2 separate regions of the Sus scrofa genome follow, and region 1 is linked to region 2. Evidence: chromatin contacts called from public HiChIP or PLAC-seq data. All regions are on one chromosome and are shown on one strand. The core of a region is the stretch at or near the end of the contact, and the rest is flanking DNA. Distances in the headings are between cores, read along the strand shown. Region 1 overlaps CLEC16A (protein CLEC16A). Region 2 overlaps ZC3H7A (zinc finger CCCH domain-containing protein 7A).

The links. HiChIP or PLAC-seq counts read pairs in DNA pulled down with a chosen protein or histone mark.
Region 1: a contact with region 2 is called in an H3K27ac HiChIP or PLAC-seq map of alveolar macrophages. The contact joins two enhancer-like sites. A contact is called at or near these places in 1 of 5 promoter capture datasets (fetal liver), 4 of 47 Hi-C or Micro-C datasets (alveolar macrophages, embryonic fibroblasts, mesenteric adipose tissue and 1 more) and 2 of 2 datasets of contacts at active chromatin or transcription factors (alveolar macrophages and skeletal muscle).

What each region holds. Positions count from the first base shown.
Region 1 is chr3:32,122,560-32,126,971 of Sscrofa11.1, reverse strand. It overlaps CLEC16A (protein CLEC16A), which reads left to right. Exons shown (of 25, transcript XM_021086617.1): 6 at 1,249-1,254; 7 at 1,633-1,756. Among named protein-coding and RNA genes, the nearest start is that of CLEC16A, 34 kb to the left of the region's middle. Within about 2 kb of position 1,306, at least 19 of the 83 cell types and tissues checked have an H3K27ac peak or open chromatin away from gene starts, as enhancers often do. A contact at or near this core is called in alveolar macrophages and fetal liver, where this site is marked.
Region 2 is chr3:31,334,273-31,338,780 of Sscrofa11.1, reverse strand. All of the region lies in intron 1 of ZC3H7A (zinc finger CCCH domain-containing protein 7A), which reads right to left. Among named protein-coding and RNA genes, the nearest start is that of ZC3H7A, 4.0 kb to the right of the region's middle. Within about 2 kb of position 2,205, at least 43 of the 83 cell types and tissues checked have an H3K27ac peak or open chromatin away from gene starts, as enhancers often do. A contact at or near this core is called in alveolar macrophages and fetal liver, where this site is marked.

The sequences.
Region 1 (4,412 bases), core at 57-2,556, 790 kb before region 2:
CTAACTTGACAGCAGTGCTTGCTCTCGTGGGTCCCTACCAACTGTTCTCTCGGGGTAACAGGAAGCTCGCTTATTATAGCAGAGGTTGCATGCCTTACAAAAAGTTCTCCTGGCCGAACGTTCAGCTACCCCATTTGCACGAATACTGCCTTCTCTGCGCACACTTAGTTCTGTGCGTGAAAGTCTCCATGCTGATACGTACAAGTCATAGTACCCTAAGAGCATCCACAGGATAATTAGAGAAAGCAAAGCTGTCTTTGAATTGTGAGATTGAAATATTTGCCCCTCAGCCTCTAAAATATACTTCAGTACAGCCAGGGGCTGTGTGATCTTTAAATAATGTGTGAAAGCATTTCACATCCCAAACAGCAGGGGGCAGTCTTGTATTCTCAACCGGCTGCAAAACCCAACAACAAATTCCTCCTTTCTTCCAAGAAACACTTAGTGCCTGAATGGAATCATTGCCTCCAGGAGAAAGCCCTTCCGGGGCCTCCTGCCCGCCCCAGCGCAAAGGCTGGCTGGAATTGCCCTCCAAGGCGACGGCCTTTCTGCCCAGCACGGGGGTTCTTTCCCATGTAGTCACCACATTGGAGCTGGGACCCCATTTTCTCAGGGACCAGATGCTTTGACTTTTGAGGGTTAACGAGGTGATTACTTGAGACGCCCCCTAATTGGGAGGGGGCGGGAACTCCTCCTCGGGAACTCACTCCAGCCTAGTTCTGGGATTGGGATTGCCTTAAATTGGAGAGCCTTTCTAAGAGCCTCGAGGGGTCGCAAACTCAGGGCCTGAGGGCCGAACCCAGCTCTCAGACAGGTTTTATGCGGCTTAGATATTTTTTGATAAAAGATAGAGTTGTCAGTATTTAAAACTTGGGAGGTCTCAGATGACTGCCTTGAAGGTGTAGATGTGGCTCTCCAGGGCCGCAGGGCAGTGCTGAGCTGGCGCCAGAAGCAGCTGCTACCTTTGGGGTGGAGGCCCGTGCTCCCCACTGTACCCGCCTGGCCTGCCAGTGTCTCACCGAGTCCCTGGCCAGCCCACGGCTTCTGTGTTTGCGACCTGGTCTGAGCCCCAGTCCCGACACTGCCGCCACCACCGTAGCCGCCTGCTCTCTGTCCTCTAAGCCGCGTCTCTCCTGCCCCAGCCCTCTGCCCCTGAGCAGCTGCCTCCCCTCCCAGCTCCTAACCCTGTTAACTGTTGTCTGTTTTTTGCCTTTCCTTCAATGACGATTCCCGTGTTCCTTATTCCAGTGTCATGTAAGTTAATAACTTCTGGTTTTCCGCTTTCTTAACGTGTCCTTACATGAAAATACAGGAAGCTTGCTTAAGAATGGAGTGGTTTCCATTGCAGACTATTTAAATGTACTGCTGCTAAGTGGGCTATCTACTGCACTGTTAACGTTTAGCCCAATTAATGTTATCAGTTATAAAAATAGCATGAAACTGCCTTGCTGAGTATAGTTTTCTGAATAAGGTAACCATTTTTAAGTACTTCCAGGAAAGACAGAAAGAGTCAGATTATAGTCGAGGGCTTTTTTCATTGTGGTTTTGTTTTGTTGTTGTTTTTTTAATCTCCCCCAAGTTATTTTTAGTAGCTTGACTTTCTTGTCTTTCTTCTTTTGTGCCTTTTCTCAGTGGATAACCAGGCCATGCTGCACTATATCAGAGACAAGACCGCTGTCCCTTACTTTTCCAATCTGGTCTGGTTCATTGGGAGCCACGTGATCGAACTCGATAACTGTGTGCAGACAGATGAGGAGTAAGTGACCCCCCGGGGGGCCTATTAGGTGACAGGGTGCCTGGGGGAAAATGCCTTTGTCATTCATGAAAAACACACACACTCACACACACTCACACACACACACACACACACACACACGAACAAAACTAACCCTTACATGTAGGTGGAATATGGACTTCCACACTCTGGAAGGTTCCACATATTGTCTGATGGCATTTGTATGAAATGCCCAGAATAGGCAAATTCATAGAAGCAGCAGATGAGTGTTTTCCTAGGGCTTGGGGCGGGGGAAATGGAAGGTGACTACCTGTGACTGTAGGGCTTTTTTTTGAGGGGAGGGGATAAAAATGTTCTAAAATTGGCTGTGATGGTGGACACTTCTGTGAATACACTAAAAGCATTGAATTGTATACTTAGGGTGCAGTTTTGGTATGTAAAGTATCTCAATAAATCTGATTTAAAAAAAAGATCACAAAAAAAAAAAAGAAAAAGAAAAGGAGTTCCCGTCATGGTGCAGTGGTTAACGAATCCGACTAGGAACCATGAGGTTGCGGGTTCGGTCCCTGCCCTTGCTCAGTGGGTTGAGGATCTGGCGTTGCCGTGAGCTGTGGTGTAGGTTGCAGACACGGCTTGGATCCCATATTGCTGTGGCTCTGGCATAGGCCGGTGGCTACAGCTCCGATTGGGCCCCTAGCCTGGGAACCTCCATATGCCGCGGGAGCGGCCCAAGAAATAGCAAAAAGACAAAAAAAAAAAAAAAAAAAAAAAAAATTAAGATGGTGATGAATAATTCCAGAGCAGGATTTCTCCAATTTCATGCTCTTGATCTAGATAATTCTAACTGGGTAATTCTTTGTTGGGGGGGGCACTGTCCTGTGTGTTGTAGGGTGTTCAGCATCTCTGGCCTCCACCCACTAGATGCCAGCAGCACCCCGTTTCCAGTCGTGATGAGCAAAAAATGTCTCCAGACATTGCCATATGTTTCCCTTAAGGAAAGACTGAGTCCGTTAAGAAGCGCTGCCCCAGAGTGACAGCTTTGTAAGATCTGGTGAGAGGTGCACCTCGGTGAGGACGATAAAGAGACAGCAAAGAGGGCTCCCAGAGGTGGAGAGAGAGGAAACACTAGCTCCCTTATTGGGAAGGAAAGAAGGCTGGGTGGATGGCACATCTGACCAGGCATTTGGGAAAACAAGGACCCAGAGAGGTATGAATGGTCATGGGTATGAAACATAATGAAACACTTAACTCCAGAAAGAACAAAGAGTTATACGAGGAAGGAAATGCACTCCTGTTCCTCCCTGTGGCTCTGCATTGAATGGTTATGTCAACACCAATTGCTGATGACTACTGGGTGGGGGCTGGGGGAGGGGATACAAAAAGTTCTGTCCTAACAGAAGGTCACTGTGTACTTTATAAAATGGCTCAATTGCAGAATAGAGATCCTTGCAGATTTTATAGAAGAACAGAGGGAACTATCCACTGAAACAGTTAAAAAAGTTAAAAACTGCTTCTTCTGGGAATTGTCTTATGGCTCAGCAGGTTCGATCCCTGGCCCTGGAACTTCCACAGGTTGCAGGCATGGCTAAAAACAAAACAAAACAAAAACCCCTGCTTCCTCTCGAGAGAGGGTAGGGGTCAGGGAGGCTGGGCCACGAGCTGCTCTATTTTATGATCAGCTTATCAGTACTGTTTGATTTTTAAATCCTTCTGCATATATTACTTAAATACTTTTTAGGGTTGTACCTGTAGCACATGGAAGTTCCCAGGCTAGGAGTTGAATTGGAGCTGCAGCTGCCGGCCTATACCACAACCACAGCCATGCCAGAACTGAGCTGCATCTGCAGCCTACACTGCAGCTTGTGGCAACCCTAGATCCTTAACCCACTGAGTGAGGCCAGGGATCGAACCTGCATCCTCCTGGATACTAGTCAGATTCTTAACCTACTGAGCCATGATGGGAACTCCTGCTTAGATATTTTTTAAACTAAAAGTTTAAAAAGTGAAGTGCATCAAGTATCCTGCTAAAGGAGAGTGAACACAGTATCTTAAGTGGGAGGAGGTTGCCGACATTGTGTATAAATATTCTAGGTCTCATGGGTTGTGGGTTCCTCGGGACTCATTATACTGTTAGGCTTCACAACACGTAATTGTTATAAATATTTACTATCTTATGAAAGTACGGTGAGGAATAATTGTCCAGAATTAGGTAAAAGAAGCAAAATTGATCCTATCCTTTTTTTTTTTTTAAAAAAAACAACGATTAGGCAGATAGATATGTAACACCCTCTTTTATTTTTTATTGTATTTTATTTTGCCTTTTCTAGGGCCGCTTTCTGAGGCATATGGAGGTTCCCAGGCTAGGGGTCCAATTGGAGCTGTAGCCACCGACCTACACCACAGCCACAGCAACTCAGAATCTGAGCCGCATCTGTGACCTACACCACAGCTCATGGCAACGCCGGATCCTTAACCCACAACCTCATGGTTCCTAGTCGGATTTGTTAACCACTGCGCCACGATGGGAACTCCCTGTAACACCCTCTTTTAGATGTGATTATAGGAAGACCCGAAATGTGGAGGACGGACATAGGGTCACAGATGTTATGTTAGTGGTGGCGCTATAGGAAACTTGATTTCGTTTTGCTATTATTTTCTTCTTTAGTTTTCTGTCTTC
Region 2 (4,508 bases), core at 956-3,455:
GAATCGAGGAAAGCAGTCCTCTGTGATGGCATGACTATTTCCCCCAAGGTGGTGTCAATCTTTTGACATCGGTTATGGCACTTTGGACAGCACAAGTTTGATTTTTAAGTAACTGAATTTATCAATACTTTCTCTTGTGGCTTCTGGATTTTGACATACTCAGAAGTGCCTGCACCACTCTTGAGATCAGAAAATCACGCTCCATGTCTTCCCCTATGCTCGTGGTTTCATTAATTTTTTTTTTCTTAACTGGATCCACCAGTTTACTGTAAGGAGTAATGTAAGGGTACGTACACACACACACACACACACACTCACACACACACACACTCTCACACATTTCCCTCCCAAAGAGCTACCCATTGCCCAAACACCATTTACAAAAGGGCTCTCGATTCTACACTGACATGTTTAAGCCCCATTCAAAATTCTGGGTCTGTTTGTGACTTTTTTTTTTTTTTTTTTTTTTTTTTTGCTTTGTAAGGGCCATACCCATGGCTTATGGAAGTTCCCAGGCTAGGGGTCAAATCAGGGCTGCAGCTGCTGGCCTACACCACAGCCACAGCAACACCAGATCCGAGCCGCGTCTGCAACCTACACCACAGCTCCCGGCAACACCGGATCCTTAACCCACTGAGCAGGGCCAGGGATTGAACCCGCATCCCTGTGAATACTAGTTGGGTTTATAACCAGCTGAGCCACAACAGGAACTCCCTGTTTGTGACCTTTACTCAGCATTTCTTTTTTCTTTTTTTTTTTTTTTTTTGTCTTTTTGCTATTTCTTGGGCCGCTCCTGCAGCATATGGAGGTTCCCAGGCTAGGGGTTGAATCGGAGCTGTAGCCGCCGGCCTATACCAGAGCCACAGCAACGCGGGATCCGAGCCGCGTCTGCAACCTACATCACAGCTCACGGCAACGCCAGATCGTTAACTCACTGAGCAAGGGCAGGGCCCGAACCCTCAATCTCATGGTTCCTAGTCGGATTCGTTAACCACTGCACCACTACGGGAACTCCTACTCAACATTTCTATCTGGAATGCCCCCCAATCTTATACCCTCCTCCCAAGCCTAACCCTTTGATCAAACTTACCTTTTCAGAATGAAATCACCTTCTGGCCATTTGCTCAAACCAGTCACCTTCCTTCTCTTAACCACATCCAACCAATCCACTGGCAAAGCCTCTATGGGTGATACTGTCAAAGACATGCCAGGCACCCCAAGCCTGACAGCTCTAGAACCCCCTCTGCCGGAGTCGCACGTGGACGTCCCCAGAGCCTCCTCTCTGCTCTGCCCTTAGCTTCCATCCCCTCCCCCATCTGTTTCCCACATGGAACTGAAAGGAATGCTCTCTACAAACACAGATCGGTTGTCACAGCCCTGCTGAAAATCCTCCACTGGCGGCCCAGAGGCACTCAGAATGGGACCCAGACTCCCCAGCATGACGCACCACCCAGGCCCTGTCGCCCTGACTGTCTTCCTGTAGGTTCCTGGAATGAGTCAAGGGCTCTGTGTCCGGGACCCAGTGCTTGCTGTTCCCACTGCCCATGACACTCTTCCTAGATCTGCGCGGGGCTGGCTCCTTTCTTTTCTTTTTTCTTTTATTGATAGGCAAGAAACAGATCCAGATAGGTCGCTTGTGAGAGACGCGAGCGGGCAGGCGAGGAGGCCCTGCCAGCGCTGGCTCCTGTCAACCCAGGGTCTTGGTTTCAATGTCAGAGGCCAGCCTTCAGCCCACTACTGTCACCACACCCCGCTCCTACCCCTGCTCCCTTCCAGGGGTCCCTGTCCTTCGTCCTGGCTGTTTTACATGCTCCAGGACCAGGTCAATGAACCCTTGAAGGAAGACTGAATGAAGGGGTCCCATGTCAAAAGCACGACAAACCAAAGGATGGCACCAGAGGAGGTGACAGGAGACGAGCCGGCCTCGGAGGCCGGTCGAGCCAGGTGGTGAGGAAGTCACAGAGTGGGAATCAACAGGAGGCAGCGACAGTAAGTGACCTCCAAAGCTGGGGCGGCAACGAGTGCCACTGACCCCACCAGGGGAAAAGCAACTCAGACACACCCTCTCTGCCTTAAAGGAAAAGGAAATGGGGGGGGTGCAACTCTGAACAGTACTTTTTAAAGCAAGACACTCAGTTAGATCGGAATTTCATTCAGTTAACTACTCTCGCCGGCAGGAACACACGTCACCTTTCTGGAATCAGCTGTTACTCACTGAAGTTTTACAGAAGGAAAGGTACGCAGAGCTCTGGTCTACATAATCCCTTAACTACTGGTTCAGCACCTGTTCGGCGAAACCCATTAGCGCCAAGTCTAGTCCGATGCTGAACCACGGAATGCAAAACCATGAAAGTTTGGCCTTTCATGGTAACTTGAGAATCCAGCTCCCATTAGCAGAGGACAACAAGGCAAAGAAATGTGACTACAACACACGGTAGGGACAGAAGGAACGGCAAACACGGCCAGCTCGGCCTGCACTCCAGACACTCTTCTAAGTGCTTTACGTGGGTCAAAGCATCTGATCCTCCCGAGGAGCCTAGGAGGTGGGTGTAGGAGGAAGCCGAAGCACAGAGGGGTGACGCAGTCACAGAGGTCACACAGCTTGGGAGTGGCCGAGCCGGCCGGGTTGGCGCCCAGCCTGCCTTCTTATCCACGGAGCTATTTTGCCCTGCATGTGCCAGTGCTGCCTGGAGCGGGGCGAGCTCGTCCGAGTTGGCCCTGGGCTGGGCTGGGCAAGACAAATACAGCTCTGGCAGACAGGTGGGCACTTGACAGCCACTCAGGAGGAACAGAATAAACACAGGCCTCTGCACACGCAGGCAGACACGATGACGTGTGCAAGGGACGTAATTTAAGACAATCTGGACAAGTGGAAGGGACGCGGGGAGTTAGGACAGCAGTCCAGGGATGATCTCCATGTGGAATCCGCCCACGACGTCATGGGTGTAGACGTGAGGAATGAATATTCAACAGCCTTCGGGCCAAGACAGCCTCTCACAGGACCAGAGAGGAGGCCCCAGGGCATGGGGCCCAGGGCTTGTATTTTTCCCTAAGAAGCTAGTCCTAAATTTCAGGTGAGACATTATTATGAGTACCCACGTGTAGTAAATGCGGCCCTCAGCCTCCAGCCTCTCTTGGAAATGGCAGAAACAAACAAACAAACAAACAAACAAACAAACGCGCTTGAAGTAACAGCTGGGTCCAGGCCAGCTTGCAACAGTGTGAGCTCATTGTGGGAACTCTTCCGGCAGCAGCAGGATACACTTCACCCCTCAGAGACCACATGCCCAGGGAGCGAACCCGCATTACCTGGTTCTCCCTACAACGTTCCACTGCCCTCTTGAAACTCGGACTCTCCTGCTGGATATTTGATGAGACACTTTTTCCCCTTGATGGAGAAAGAAGCCCTCCGGATGAAGGCTGTGCGAAACACCTTCAGGAAGCATGTTCCTACTTTCTGCCACCCCACCTCCGCCCGCCCCGGAGCTTTGCTCTTTGAACTTGCCCTCAGATGTGTGCAGGGTGCCTCTTAAGGAGCCCAGCCCCCTGAAGGCCCGGGAAAGAGCTCACCACACACAAGAACTCCGCTTGGGAGGGAAGATGAACAGGAAAGACGTGAAATTTTCCAGACCGTCCGCCCAGGGGCCCCAGACCCTGGGTCGGTGACTACAGAGGAGGTTCTGCAGTGCCAGATAAATATCCTGCTCCAGACTCCGGGAGTCTAATAACATGCAAAGGTTCCACTTTCTTATTTGTGAAACACAAAACTTTCAGCCTCTCTCTGACTGCCTCCATCACATGGTTCCTAAGGCTTCACAAGGTATGGGAAATTCATATGCACCGATGAACAAAACATCGCTAAACTCCCAACGAAATTAAATCCCAAATGTCTTGTTGGGGCAAAACCTAATAAGGATGAGTAGCCTGGTTTCTTTACATCAGAGGAAATTTTCACCTCACTTAATATGCTTCTGTCACGTGTGTGTGTGTGTGTGAATTAAAATAGATGTACTGTCACAAGCATACATTTTTTAACTTCTGGATCAATGTTTTACTATTTCTCCCAACTAAAAATACTATCTAAAGTTTTTCTCCCCCCCTAGAAATACTATCTAAAGTTTTGCCTTCTGAGATGTAAACACTTCACACTTTGGAGAAAACAAATTTAACTTCCGATCATAAGATCCCAGAGAAAAAGCATTTTCATTAAAAAAAAAAAAAAATTCGAGATATTATTTGGGAATCAAGTCTCCACACATCACACTTTCTCTAAAAAGCCCTTCTAGAGCACCCCCGGCAACAGGATACAGACATTCATTGGAATGTTCATATCTTTCCAACAGTCACCCTCCCTAGAGTTGACATTCTATAGTAATTGATTCTCTCTCACTTAACATTGATTTCATCCTCCCAAACTGGCAGGATTTACAGTCAATCAAGAATTGGGGACAATATGGTGCCAACCACCATTTTTACTGGCAAAAAACCCTGACAGTTATCTAAGGGCT